2 separate regions of the Mus musculus genome follow, and region 2 is linked to region 1. The links are chromatin contacts, called in public HiChIP or PLAC-seq maps. All regions are on one chromosome and are shown on one strand. Each heading gives the region's core, a stretch centred on a gene start, on an enhancer-like site or on the middle of the called end of the contact. The rest is flanking DNA. Distances are from core to core; before and after follow the strand shown.

The links. HiChIP or PLAC-seq counts read pairs in DNA pulled down with a chosen protein or histone mark.
Region 2: a contact with region 1 is called in an H3K27ac HiChIP or PLAC-seq map of heart atrium, with 6 read pairs. The contact joins two enhancer-like sites. A contact is called at or near these places in 9 of 39 promoter capture datasets (3T3-L1-derived adipocytes, cranial neural crest, embryonic stem cells and 6 more), 12 of 484 Hi-C or Micro-C datasets (bone marrow-derived macrophages, cerebellar granule neurons, embryonic cerebral cortex and 6 more), 7 of 115 datasets of contacts at active chromatin or transcription factors (the 230-238 cell line, embryonic stem cells, fibro-adipogenic progenitors and 3 more) and 4 of 9 other capture datasets (adipose tissue, embryonic stem cells, liver and 1 more).

What each region holds. Positions count from the first base shown.
Region 1 is chr7:132,670,951-132,674,976 of GRCm38.p6, forward strand. The region is part of intron 6 of Lhpp (phospholysine phosphohistidine inorganic pyrophosphate phosphatase); the gene reads left to right. Among named protein-coding and RNA genes, the nearest start is that of Lhpp, 62 kb to the left of the region's middle. Within about 2 kb of position 1,676, at least 135 of the 459 cell types and tissues checked have an H3K27ac peak or open chromatin away from gene starts, as enhancers often do. A contact at or near this core is called in cerebellar granule neurons, heart atrium, liver and 1 more, where this site is marked.
Region 2 is chr7:132,778,870-132,782,895 of GRCm38.p6, forward strand. Fam53b (family with sequence similarity 53, member B) reads right to left here. Exons shown (of 5, transcript NM_001381858.1): 2 at 267-516. The coding sequence starts at 344. Among named protein-coding and RNA genes, the nearest start is that of Fam53b, 33 kb to the right of the region's middle. Within about 2 kb of position 1,897, at least 93 of the 459 cell types and tissues checked have an H3K27ac peak or open chromatin away from gene starts, as enhancers often do. A contact at or near this core is called in cerebellar granule neurons, heart atrium, liver and 1 more, where this site is marked.

The DNA of each region.
Region 1 (4,026 bases), core at 426-2,925:
GGGTGCACCTGCTAGGATGTGTGCTCGCTGACTCCAGCTGCACCGTGTCCTCTAGTCCCTTCACTGTGGGTTCCAGGCTTCAATCCAGGGACCTGGCTAGCTTCCCTAGGGCCCACACCCTTCCAGCCAGGCCATAACCCAAGCGGTATTGATAGAATGGCCACCCACCAAGTCAGCAGTGAGGCCAGTAGGGAGGAGGCCTAAGAGAAGGGTACTAGGCTGGAACTATTTCATGCAGCCTATGATTGGATCCTGGAGGACGCTCTCAGCAGCTCTGCAGTGGCCCATGAACCTGAAAGGCTGCTTCTTAGAGCACTAGCAATCGTTGTCCCCTGCACTGTCCTCAAGGGCACCTGTTTAGGATATGCAGTGCCAGCTCTGGATTTCACAGTGGGTACCATGTGTCAGTCTCATCCATGACAACCTAGCACATAAATATGAGAAGCTTCCAGACCCTTAGGCCAACATGAAGCCCGTCTTTGCATGCCTGCATCCAGTCATGATGAACCTTAGAGTACACGTTACTGAGACCCTTTGTGCCGAGCACCAGGTCAACCTAGTTAAGGCTGATAACAAGAAACTAAAGAGATGGACCTCTGTGAATCGGAGCCAAAGGGGACATCTTGTAAAGCAGTTGGTTGCAGTTGTGTCGTGGTAAAGCACTGTGGCAGCGACTCTCAGTCTAAGATGTCATCAAAGAGAATGTCAAATGCAAGAAAGGAACAAATAAAAAACATGACTCAAAAAAAAAAAAAATCAACTACATAGAGGCTGGAGAGATGGCTCAGTGGTTAAGAGCACTGACTGCTCTTTGGTCCTGAATTCAATTCCCAGCAACTACATGGTGACTCACAACCATCTCTAATGGGATCAGATGGCCTCTTCTGGCCTGTCTGAAGACAGCGGCTGTGTCCTCATACACATAAAATAAATAAAAATAAATCTCAGAAAAGAAAACCAGCTACATAAACAAAGACGCCCTGTGAAGAATCCTGGTGATCATGGAGGTGCTTCCACCCCAGTGAGGTCAGCACGCTGGCTTTGACAGCGAGATGCTGCTGTTAGGGCGAATTGAGTAACTTAGATTTCTTACAACTCTGGGTGAATCTACACATACCTTGGGAAGTTTACTGACAGTGTATCAAGAAAGAAAATAACCCTTGCATGTAGCATACTAAGGAGATGGCTTCAGTGACCCAACGTAGATGCTAACAATGGGCCTTGAACACATGTTACATGGGGAGGGAGTTTCAGAGTTGCAGAGGTAGGGGCTTGGAGTCAGCCAGCTGTCTGTCTGTCTGTCTGTCTGTCTGTCTGTACATGGGTGTCAGCATCCTTCATGCAGGCATTTGTGGAGTATCTGCTAGGGGTGAATGCTGGACACACGCCCTGCTTCCCCAGTGGGAGGTGGCAGGGTATGGAGTGATTCTGGGCTGGGAGGTATGCCCAGCTGTGGAATCGGAGAGAGTTTTCTTCCTGTTTCTAAATTCCAAAGTTTGGTAGAGTTACATTATTGTTTATTAAGGAAAAGGTTGGATATTGAAAAAGGAAGCCACCTGGTCGATCTCATGTGGCCTGGGAAGCCATTTGGCAGCTGCTCTGGGCTGGAAGGCCTGACCTGCCAAGCTGTGAGAGAACTCGTGACTGGTGCAACTGTTGTGCTGCTGGGCTCTGCCCTGACTTCCCCTGACACGCCCTGTTCCAGCCTGCACTCCCATCAGGCACCAGACCAGAGAGCACTTGAGTGAAGCCACAGCTGTCATAGAAGACAGTGCTGGTTCCACAGCAGTGCCGTCACCCTGTGGTGTGGCTTGTGCCCTGCACCACACGTCTCTAGTGCCCTGTACTGTGCTCCATAAGCATCAGTGAGACCCATCTGAGGCTATGAAGAGACTTCCTCCCTGCCACCCTCGCTCTCCTTCTCTTGGCTTGTAGCATGCCAAGAAACCGTGTGGGTGGGGAGTTTCAGGTTTACAGTACCTTTTGGCTACACTGGAGGGTTTTGCCTGTCTGCCCACTTGTTCTACATCTGCCTACAGAAGTGAGAGCCATCTTCCCTTGCCATCCTTCAGTGGGAGTCTATAAAAGAGTGAAGACCCTTGGGCCAGTGAGATGGCTCATTTACTAGAGGGGCTTGCTGCCAAGCCTGCCAACCTGAATTATAAATTCCTGGGATCTTCATGGTAGAAAGAGAGAAGCATTTTTGTTTTTAAAATCTGTCCTCTGACCTCCACACACACCCTTGGCATGGGTTCTATGACATATGTATCATCCAATAAATTAAAAAAAAGTTTCAGGTATTTTTTAAATTAAAATATAATTACATCATTTTCTTCCTCCCCTTTCCTTCTTCCACCCCTGCTCTTCTCACCTCCCAATCTCTCAAATTCATGACCCCCCTTTTTTTAAAGAGAGAAAGAAAGAAAGAAAGGAAGGAAGGAAGAAAGAAAGAAAGAAAGAAAGAAAGAAAGAAAGAAAGAAAATGTTTGTAAAAAGAATATAGGCATCTATGCACAAGCTGTAATCTCCCAAATACAACCACCAGTGTGTCTCTGCTGCAAGATTTATTTATTTATTTATTTATTTATTTATTTATTTATTTATTTACTTACTTACCTACTTACTTATTTGGGTTTCTCTGTGTATCCCTGGCTGTCCTGGAACTCACTCTGTAGACCAGGCTGGCCTTGAACTCAGAAATCTGCCTGCCTCTGCCTCCCAAGTGCTGGGATTAAAGGCGTTGCAGGCTCTGCTGCAGGTTTTATTTAGGGTTATGGTTTAGTTCCCAGCACTATTTTAAAGTCTGTATCTAGATATCCAGGCTATCACTCAGATCTTGTGTCCTTTGGGGTCTGGTTGCCAGGTTTGATGATGGGCACCTCTAATCCCAGTGCTGAAGAGGCAGTGGGCTACATGGCAACCCCAACAGTAACAAGGAAGCAAGAAGGGAGGGGTGGGGCGAGAACTTGCTGGCACATCCAGGTAGAAGCATCCCATTCATTGTCTCAGGACAGTGACCTTGCTGAAGGTCAGGCGGCAGCTAAGGAGGATGGCTGACAGAGCCAGGACCAAGGCTGCTGACTTCCAGCTGCAGCCGACATGATCTGGTTACAAGAGTGAAGGAGAGAAACCTTTCTGCCTTCAGGAGCCAAGAAAACCAAGGCAACAAAGGCGAGGGCGACCTCTGCTGTCCTCGGAGGGCCTCGGTTACCAGGCTCGGAGGCCCATCCTGTCCCTGGGTGGCCTGGAACTCCAGCCTTGGCAGCTGTGCAGTGTTTGTTATGGGCAGTTACCATGCCACCCTCTGGTATCTCAGCGAGAGAGGCCCAGGGACAGGTGTGGCTGAGCACAGAGATTCCCAGTCTGCCCTAGCCCCCAGACGCACCTTCTCCTCTTACCCCAAGGGGACAGAGCCTCGAGATGACTATGGTATTGAATAGTCTCTAGTTCTTGGCACCTTCTCTCTGCCAGCAGTCTGCTTAGAATGGCTGGGTCCCAGAAGGAACTTATACTCAGTAGGGGTTATCCTTGCCTCCCAGAGACACAAGCCACTTTCCTGTCCGCCAGAGGCCATTAAGCTAGAGAGCAGGAAGGTCATTCCTGCTTCTGTTTGTCCTTGGTGATCTAAGCAGCGTGTGGATGACGGTTGTAGGCCTGAGGGTATTGGGAGCGGCTTGGTAGTACTGTTCATTTTCCTGTGTCCTCGGAGTCATGGTTCATTCACAGCTTGGAACATCCACCATGGAAACGTTTATACCGTGAAAACCAGCTAGTGTGTCAGAGCAGGGGCCCCATCTACAGGAACAATTCACGCCTGCCTAGTCAGGTCTTCTGTGCAGGGTTGATAGGACAACGCCTGCAGAACTCAGGTGTTTGAGGTGGGCAGTTAGCTCTTCTCTCGTATGAAGGAGGCAGAGTCTGGTGAGCAGCTATCAAGAGGTCTGCTTAGAGTTCACTGTAACCATACTGACTCTTTCCACTGTATTTCCCCATACGGGTCGAGAGCAGGGTCCTGCTCCATTTCTT
Region 2 (4,026 bases), core at 647-3,146, 110 kb after region 1:
CAGAGTGCTGGGCTACTCTGAGCCGCCTCTGGCGTGACCTTCCTACCCCGTCAAATCGGCTCTAACCTGGATCCAGCTATTGTCTCCCTGAGTACAAATCTACACTCTGCTCCTTTGCACACAGTCCCAGCCTCGACCCTCTCACAGAGCTCTGCTCACTTCCAAGTTGTTAGGCCCAGATGCCCATCCACAGCCACACCACAAGCCCTCCCTGCACCCCAATGCCACAAAGGAGGAGAAAGAAATGCAGTGCTTGAGGTCCTCACCAGTTCAGGGATGAAGGTCCTGTGTGCTCCAGAGTCAGCTCCCTGGTTGATGAGGCTTCTCCTTAGGATCATCACCATGGTAAGGACCTCAGGAACTGGGCTGCATCCCAGGCTGGGCACAGGCCATCTTCAGCGGGGAAGACTTGATTAACAGTGATACCTGGGCATTCCGGAGAGTGAGGTCACTAGAAACAGCTCCCCATCAGTTGCTCAGACTGGCCTCTGGGAATGGCCAAAAGTAGTCAACGGCCTGGAAAGACAAAAAGACAAGCAACGGGCTCAGCACTAGGAAAGCCTCAGGTGTAATGCAGAGAACTCCACAGGGATGGAACCATATCCTTACTAAAGGAGGTGCACTCTGGGAGGTCACCAAGGGCAAGAATCACTTTCTTAGATCTCTCTCTCTCTCTCTCTCTCTCTCTCTCTCACACACACACACAAACACACACACACAAACACACACACACCCCAGCTAGCCTTAGACATCTAATATAGCCAATGCTCTGCCAGAGACAGCAACAAATTTGGACCCACGAGACATCTTCAAGACCACAGGTTCTGAGGTGCTAGCAATATGTGGTTCCTGGCAATCCAGCATCTTATCACTGGCTGGGCTGGCTTTTGCAGGCACACCGAGCTCACATTAGGACAAGTTTAGACTGGCAAAGGATCAATATTCCTCATCCCCACATCCAATATCAAAGGGGGCAGGGGATGCAGAGCTGGCCACTGGCTTACCTCATCTACCTTCTTAGGAAAACTGCTACAAACAAATCAGGAAGGTCTATTTAAAGACACGTGTCCCATCCTTAACAGTTGTGGTTTTGTCCCTTTCCCCAGAGTGGGCCACACCAAGTGACCTATGAGCGACTGCCCAGACCTCCTCGGCACTATCACTTGCCAAAGATCATCAGGCAGCCTCCTTGTTCATGACGTCCCACCAAGCAAAGGAAGACACTGCACAGGTCTGAAAAGCCACTCCTTACAAGGTGACTTCCCTGATCTTAATACCCCATCCCTATCAGCCTGCGATTTGACCTTCAAAGGAAAGTCACATGGACAGAAGGACTGGAAGATCACCATCAAAATCTAAAAAATAACGGTAATCATAGCAATAAAGAAAAAGAAAAGCGGCTTCTAATCTGTGATTAAAAACGGACTGTTCAGCACTAATGTTTTAGAAGCTGCTGTGTGAAAGTAGATGGCACCTGGCATTCACTTCCCATCCAGCTTGTCAGCCATGTTCTCCTGTTTACTTCCACTGGACTTTACAGTGGTGCTCCTGACTCTGCTATTACAGGCCGGCTGGTGAGCACAGGAAACCAACCTTCTAACTTCTTCGAAAACAAGGTTCATCCAAAGTGCAAAATCAGGGGTGGGGAGGAGGGTAGTCAATGCATTTATAAAGCTTGACTGTTCAGGAAAGGAGGCGGGGGGGGGGGGGGTGGTGGTCAAGAGTCCCCCGTGGCGCTAGGAGACCTGCTTCATGCTTCAGTACCACATCAGTCTACAAACTGTGTGTCCCAACCAAGTGTGATGTGTTTAAGGAAAGAATGTCAAACCATTCCGCCTAGTTCTGGCTCAACAGCAGGGCCAGAAGTGCCCACTGGCCCCCTGCAGGCTTGGATCAGGAACAGGCCAGGAGGGGTGCCCCTGGATTCGCCCTTCAAAAGGGCCCTTTGTGCTGCCTCAGCAGGGGAGGCCTGATGGCAGCCATCACCTTCTGGGTGTGAACCTCAATTCAGCTCTAGGGCAGGCAGCCATTGGCACAAGGCCTGAGAAGTAAACTCAGCATTTCCTTCTCGGAGGTGACTGCTAGCCTTGGTGGTCATAAACTCGGAGCCTAAGACCAGCATATTTGGGTTGGAATCTTCCCTCTTGAAATATATTGATTTCTCTGTGGGGCCCAGTTTCCTTCCCTCTTGATAAATAAGAAATAACTCTAGCTGCCCTTAAGGTTATTGTATCCTAGGGAAGCAGAGGTCAAGCGTTTTCCTCTGTGTCCGGTTCATCTGAGAAATCACTGACAGCAGCTACTACCGCCAGTTTCATGGAGGAGTCCCAACCCTCTTTCCAGGGGTGGACATCCAGTCATCCTTTGCAGCTGACTTAAATTCCACCAGCAGGGGCCTGGCTGTATCAGGGTCCATCCCTCTGCTGAAACTGGGAGGCCAGTAAAAGCAAGACTATGGAGATCTGTTGCCATGGAAACATGACAGCCCTTCCAGCCACAGCTCTGCACAAAGCTGAAAAATGGGCATCCGTACTCTTACCAGCTCCAACCCCACTTTAGCCCCTACAAAGGGGAGCTGGCAGAGGCAGCACTTGGGGTGGAGTACTATAAGCACCTGTGTACCCGAGTGGTCAGTAAATGGCCAAAGGTCTGGAGAAGAAAGGAATGTGGCCTCACTCCTGCCCTCACAGCTCTGAAAAGTGGCAGCACTATATACAAGCTGAGAGCAGGGGGAAGGGCAGTGTGTGTGTGGGGGGGAGGGGGGTATTAAAGCCTCCCCTGCACGGAGCCCAGGGCAGGAACACCCTGGCTGCCCACTCACAGGGGACTGGCTAAATAAACTACAGTAGAGTTGTATGGCTGAAGGCTGTGTGGCCTTTAAAAACGGTTGTAATGAAGCAGTCAGAACACGATATGGGGAATGGTATGCACTCTGGCAGCCATGCTGCAGGACAGAGAGCTGGAAAGACCCTGAGCTCTGAGAGCCACGCTGAATGCAGACTTTATTCTGCAACATGGTGGCTCCCAGGAGCTGTGGCTGGAGCTGGCTTCTGGGATCAGCTGGAAGAGTCTCTGCCCTTTACATGCCTCAGCACAATCCCTTGAACAAGTTGAGCTCAGCACACACTTATGGAATTAGGCTAAATCGCAGCAGCTTCTTCGAGTCTGGGTATATATAGACCTGGAGAGGCTAATCCAGACCAGCAGAGCTTGGCACAATCTCAAGTTGCCGAGGATTCTTTCGACCAGTAAGTAACACAGGCTCAAAGAACCCCATCAGGGAATGCTGGTCCCTGTCCAGCGACCTAGACCAGTGTAAGAAGACCTCTTTCCAGAGAATAAGGGACAGGTGATTCCAGGAGGGTGGGTGACAAGACTGAAACCTAGCTGTCTTTGAAGCTGTCTTCTGTCTTTGAGGCTGCCGCTTGACCCAGCTGGCTTTCTCTGTAACCTCACTTAGAACAGCTTCTATCTACTGAGCACTACCTTGGTGTGTCTCTAAGGAGTCACCAATTCCCAGTGTAGCCATGTTAAGGGGGCATAGGGCAGGGGCATGGTGCTTTAGCAGGTATCATGGGACTGAGTTAATTAAAAAAAAAAAAAGTTATAAAAGCATGTGCCTGGCCACACCTGGCCACGCCTGTCTCACTTTACGTTCTCTCCCTTTCCACATAATGTGGTATCATTTATCATTTGCCTCCAACCTTTCAGAGCTGAGACAATTCTTCAGCCATGCCATGAAACCTTCCCTCTTAATAAAGTCTATTCTTTATAAAGTTACCCAGCTTCAGTTATTTTATCATAGCAGCAGAAAATGAACTAACAAGTCAGGCATTATAGCTCATGCCTATAATCCCAGAATTTGAGAGGTGGGGGCAGAAGGACTAGGAGCTCCAGACCAGCTTCAAATATATCATACCTGGTCTGAAACTAACATCACTCCAAAATAAAACAAACTCATGCAATTACCTACTATGCTAGTAAAAGCTGCTCTACACACATTAGCCGTAAAGTAGGCTCATGTTT